Regions from separate parts of the Oryctolagus cuniculus genome. Here region 1 is linked to region 2. A link is a contact called in public Micro-C data. All regions are on one chromosome and are shown on one strand. The core of a region is the stretch at or near the end of the contact, and the rest is flanking DNA. Distances in the headings are between cores, read along the strand shown.

What was found. A called contact is a pair of places that touch in the nucleus more often than the background predicts.
Region 1: a contact with region 2 is called in a Micro-C map of ear pinna, with 6 times the contacts expected there. The contact joins the promoter of SEC23A here to the promoter of FBXO33 in region 2. A contact is called at or near these places in 3 of 6 Hi-C or Micro-C datasets (ear pinna, psoas muscle and an unstated tissue).

Annotation. Positions count from the first base shown.
Region 1 is chr12:36,544,278-36,547,084 of mOryCun1.1, forward strand. SEC23A (SEC23 homolog A, COPII coat complex component) reads left to right here and starts at 1,358. Exons shown (of 20, transcript XM_008269515.4): 1 at 1,358-1,496. LOC108178360 (a long non-coding RNA gene) reads right to left here and starts at 1,934. Exons shown (of 4, transcript XR_011380746.1): 1 at 1,525-1,934; 2 at 869-1,043.
Region 2 is chr12:36,258,557-36,261,346 of mOryCun1.1, forward strand. It overlaps FBXO33 (F-box protein 33), which reads left to right and starts at 1,541. Exons shown (of 3, transcript XM_070053730.1): 1 at 1,541-2,287. The coding sequence starts at 1,686. It overlaps LOC127483709 (a long non-coding RNA gene), which reads right to left and starts at 1,209. Exons shown (of 2, transcript XR_007910217.2): 1 at 387-1,209.

The DNA.
Region 1 (2,807 bases), core at 108-2,607, 290 kb after region 2:
ATATCTGGGAAATACAGTGTAGCGCATTGCTCCTAGGTTACCAACGGACCTATACATCTTTTTACCATACTGAATATTGTAGGCAACTGTCACACCACAGATTTGTGTATCTAAATATGGAAAGGTAGAGTAAAAATACTAGGTACTATGAAATTTTTAACCTCCTTTGTAATCTTATGGAACCATCATTGTATATGTGATCTGTCATTGACTAAACCATCATTGTGTGCTGCGTGATGGCATTTCATAGGACTAAAAGGCTTGGCTCAGCTGAGAGGAAAGGAATTATGACTTTTTAGGTTTCTTTGAGCTAGTTGGTAAAGATGCCCTTCTGAGAATCATGAAATGAATGAAATTACCAGAGTGTTATACTTTGATTTATTCCTAACTGAATTCCTATATCCCCATGGATCTTCTCATCCATCTGGTTATGGTCTGAATGTTTGGGTCACCCAAGTTCGTATGTTGGAATTCTGACTCCCAAGGTGATCACGTTAGGAAGCAGTGCCTCTGGGAAGTGGCGCCCATGCTGTGCTTTAGGGTGTTAAGCCGCTACCTGCAATGCCAGCATCCCATATGGGAGTGCCACTTTGAGTCCCGGCTGCTCCACTTCTGACCCAGTTCCCTGCTAATGCGCATGGGAAAGCAGTAGAAGATGGTCCAAGTCTCTGGACCCCTGCATCCACGTGGGAGACCCAGGAGAGGCTCCAGGCTTCCACCTGGCCCAGCCCTGGCCATTGCGGCCATTTGGGGAGTGAACCAAAGGATGGAAGATCTCTCTGTGTCTCTCTTCTCTCTGTAACTCTTTCAAAATAAATAAATCTTAAAAAATTCTTCCAGGTGGGGGATTTTGGCCTGTTTTGCTTACATTGTATCACCAGCATCTCAACTGTGTCCGGTAAAGTAGTAAACGTTTGTTGCACTAAGAACCAACTTCCCACGTTGTCCTTGCAGAGATGTGGTTTACGGTTCTCAGCAACACCCAGACTCTCCAGAAGACGATTCCCAGAGGACGGCTCCATTTCTCTCAGCAGCTGAGGAGTCTGCGTGATAATGGAAGAAATGCTCCAGCCCTTTAGCGATCTGCAGGGATTGGGTCCACCGTGGCTCCGGCGAGAGCCGAAGGGCGGTCGTTCAGCGCCGCCCCACTCCCAGGTCCCTGCTTCACTGCCCGGGTCACTCCGCCCCTCCAGCGCCCCGCCCCTTCTCTCCCCGCCTATCCCGCCTGCAGCGTCCGTCGCCACGCCTTCGCCTCCCCTCACGCCCCGCCCTCTCCTCCCTTAGCACCGCCCCTCCTCCCCTCAGCCCCGCCCCGGCCCCCTCCCCTTGACGTGGCAGAGGCGGCACCAGCCATGTTGGCCGGGCCGAGGTCCTCGCGGAGGCCGGGGGCGGGGCGGTGCCGGCCTTGATTGCGGTGCTACCGGTGCTTCGGCTGCGCGGAGAGGGCTGATTTGGTGTGGCTGAGGCTGGCGTCCGGCGCGGATCTGGTGGAACGAGTAAGTAGTGTGGTAAACGCCGACTTACGGGCCGCCTCCTCTCCGCTCCCCGGGGGCGCACGGTGCTCAGCGGGAATCCGGGCGGGCCGCCGCGGGCGGACTGGGGTCTCGGTGGTCCCCCGACTCTGGCTCTCGGTGCTCGGCTGCGGGAGAAGCGCGCGGGCGTCTGCGGACCAGTGCGGCGGGTGAGCGCTGCGCCCCGAGCCTGTCACCCGGTCGCCCACCACGTACTGCTCCGCCCTCCCGGGGCCTGGGGGCCCTGCCCTCTCCCAGCGTCCCTGCATTAGGTGGGAGTCGGGTGAAAATGGCAGTCCGAGCATCTCGCCCCACACCCACCCACCGTCCTGGGCGCCCCGCCTTCCCACCCCAGCCCGTCGTCGCTCCTGGGCACTGGGGCTTCTTCCATTCCGGCGTGATCCGAGGTGTCCTAGACTTTGAACCGAGGTAACTTCGTCACCAGTAACGCGGCCTTGGGAGTTCAAGGGGTTAAGGAGAAAAGTGCCAGGTGCAGTTAATGCCTTGGGCCTTGGTTACAAGCGGAGTTAGGTTTTCAGACGGGACCCGTCTTACCCCGTTGGGTTTCTAGTTTGCCATAATGTTTTCCCTTAGGAAAAGTCAGAGTAAATATACATGGAATCGCGGATTTTGAGGGGTGTTGAATTCACCTTTTCACCTGATCTTCTCAGCCACGAATCATTTGCTGAAAGTTAACTTACTTTAAACAAGTATTGGATTTAAATGTAAATGCATGTCACATCTTCCTTCTCTCGCTTCTCCAGTAGTGTAATTAACGTTGTTTCAGATGTCGACCCACGTTTGAGTCAGAATTTTAGATTTAGATGGGACCTTGTAGTTGTCTATACCAAATCTCTCACTTACTGATGAGAAAAGTGAAAATCAGGAGTGGTTAAACTGTCCAAGATCCCAAAGCTAGCATTCAGAAGTAATTGAAAACACTTCATTGAGAATTTTACAACTGAGAAGTAGGAGAAATACATTTGACTAGTAAATACCTCTGATTGGAAGGGACTCAAATTGTACTGCAATTTTGTGTTTTCCATTTAAATATGTTTGACAGGGCTAAAATTGTAATTCTGAAAAACTATCACTATAAAAACATTTTATAAAATAAAAATACTAGGGCATATATTTGGTATACCATGTTGAGGTGACATAATGCTCTTGATGGCCTTTTGTGTTTTCTATTTTTTCCTTAAAAAAAAAAAGACTAGTATGTTTAATGTATTCTAATATAATATGTGAATAATAGTTGGTTTATATTTTTATGTGAACATATTAATATTAAAGGAG
Region 2 (2,790 bases), core at 291-2,790:
GTCCTTGGGTTGAATCCTGGTTTGTACAAGGCAGATGTAAATCTAAACATCAAATACTAGACATACTCAAGAAAACTATTGCTTGGTGGATGTCATATGATTTTTGTTATATAGGCATCCATATTACTTTTATAGGGATGCATACTGATGTACCTAAAAGTGGAAGATCCAGATATCCTTGGCTGACTTCCAAATATTTCAATGAGTTTAAGAAACATAAAAAATTAAAACCCAAGTCTCAACTTCCTAACTCACTGCTGTCAGCCCTACTAATTGTGTATGAAATAGATACAAGTGGCTTGCCATGAATGATAGGGTGTGTTTTTTTTAAACAGGTACTAAGCTGAAGCGAACCAAAGAGGTAACAATAGGATATTGTTACTAACCTCCTATGTGCAAGGCACCAAGTGGTACCAAAGAAACACGAACAGAGCTTCGCCCTCCAAGGGCTAAAAATATCTAGAACCGCTTCTTGGTGCTGACCCCAAGTGAATAAGGCTGTTGCAAGACCACAGTTCAAGCTCTGAAGAGGCAGCCTCCCTACAGCAATCTTCAATTGTTGCATAAAACCACTTAAATCCTTCACTGCCCGCCTTGCAGCGCGAGTTAACCATTCCGCAGGCGGTGGTCAAGTTAAGGGACACTGTTTCCAAATCCCCTTTCAAACTGGGGGTGGCAGGCTAAAGGTCATCACCAACCACCTCAGTACTAGGAAAGGAGACTTCTCCAGGGGCCCTGGACCAACAGGTGAGACTCATTGGCCAACTGGTTTTGCTCTCCCCCTCAGTCCAAAGGGTGGCGCTGCCCTCTCTCCTTCCCCACATGCCAGGGTGTGCACGGAAATCAATTTGTAAGGTCCCACCAGGAGCGAGGCTCCCTTGGTGGCTTCGGAGCTACTCCAGGCTACCTCGGCAGCCCGCGCCTCTCCTGCTTGACTTGGGTTAGCCCGAGAATCTGCCCGTTCCCCCTCTGCAGAGGCGCAGAATTCTTAGTCCTGCGGGTAGGCGAGACGGCTGAGAAGGAGCCTGCATACTGGCACTTCAGCTCAGTCCTCGGCCCTCAGTCCACCGACTGAGAAACGCAGACAGAGAAGCTCCACGACTTCTCGCCCGAAGGCCAAGTCGAACCGCTTTTCACCGACCGGGCGCAGGAGTTAACCGATGCACACCCCTGAAGGGGCGCGGACGCCGCGGTCAGGCGGCGGGGAGGGGGTGGGGCCCAGAGTAAGCGCCGCCTGCGCCCCACGCCGCTTCCCGTCTCGCCCAACCGGCGTGCGTGCGTGCGAGCTCGCGTCAGGGATCACGTGCCTCGCCTCCTTCCCTACCAGGAACCCAGAAAGAGCGCCCCTCTTCCGGAAGTCGCGCGCGTCGGCGCCGGGCTCCTCCCACCACGTGCGACGTCAAACCCAGCTCCTACCACTGCTCTGCCTCCGCCTCCAGGTGCGGGGAGGGCTGCCATTTCCTTAGGATAAGCCCTGCCACTTCCGGGCCCCTAAACAGTAGAGGCGAGGGTTTTGAAGTTGCCGAACGTGCAGGCCTCGGAGGCGTGCGGGTAGAGTTTGAGAGGCCGGAGGCTAGCTCTCTGCCGGCCACCCGCGCAGAGGCTTTTCCCCCTCTCCTCAACTTGTGCTCCACTTGGTTCCGCCGAGACCCACGACGGTTCCGCCCCCTTCTTCCTTGTCATTGATGTTGTTGTTCTTGTCAGTGCCGCAGCCCCGACCACCGGGAGCTCGAACCCGAGTCGGGGCCGCTCGGGTGGTGCGGTGGCGGCGGCAGCGGCTGCAGCAGCTGCGGCGGCTGCGGGGGCTGCTCCGAGGACTGCGGGGGCGGCCGGAAGCCGGCAGCCGGCGGCGGGGCCGGATGGCTCTGTGCGGGCAGGCGGCGGGCGCTGCATCTCTGCCTAGCGAGTTGATCGTGCACATCTTCTCGTTCTTGCCCGCGCCCGACCGGCTGCGGGCCTCGGCCTCCTGCTCGCACTGGCGCGAGTGCCTCTTCTACCCGGCACTCTGGCCCCAGCTTCGCATCTGCCTCCGTGTCTCTCCCGCGGAGCAGCCTCGGCTCGAATTCCTCATGCGCAAGTGCGGCTGGTTCGTACGAGAGTTGCGCGTTGAGTTCGCCGCCGAGAACTACCTGAGCGGAGGCGGCGGCCCAGGCGACGGAGGAGGCTCGGACACCGGGACTGGAGGGGAAGACGTCGAGTCCCTGCAGCTCTCCACACGTTGGCTGGAAGTGCTGCGCACCTACTTGGAACTGGTGCTGTGCGTGCTGGTCAGCATCCGGAACAACAGGTAGGCGCCTCCGGGGCCCAGCCCCGCGCCCGCCCCCTCCCCGGCGACGCGAGGTCGCCCGCTCCCCCTGGCCCCGAAATCGATTCCTTCGGTACGCCCCCGCCCCCACCCCCACCCGCCACGGACGGGGTCTGGCAGTTCTCGCCGGGCGGTTTCCTTGAGCAGAGGCCATAACGGGACTTGCCATTGTACTTTATAGACGGTGATGCGCTCGGTGTTCATCAGCCACCACTCCGGGCGCCTCCGAAGCACTGTGTCATTCATTCTCTCGGTGGCCATGGGATGGAACTGACTGGCGTCGTCGTTCATTTTATAGATGGCAGAGTTGAGGCGTGGAGGGGGAGGCCGGTGGGGTGCGCGTCGGGAGAAACAAGACACACCCGTGGTTTTTGACTTTGCACCTGTCCATTAGAAGTAGATGCTTCGTGGTAGCGGGGAGGAGTAGGTGCACATCTGGTGTCCCTTAGGTACAAGACCCTCTAAGAGAAGTCTTTAACGGCCAT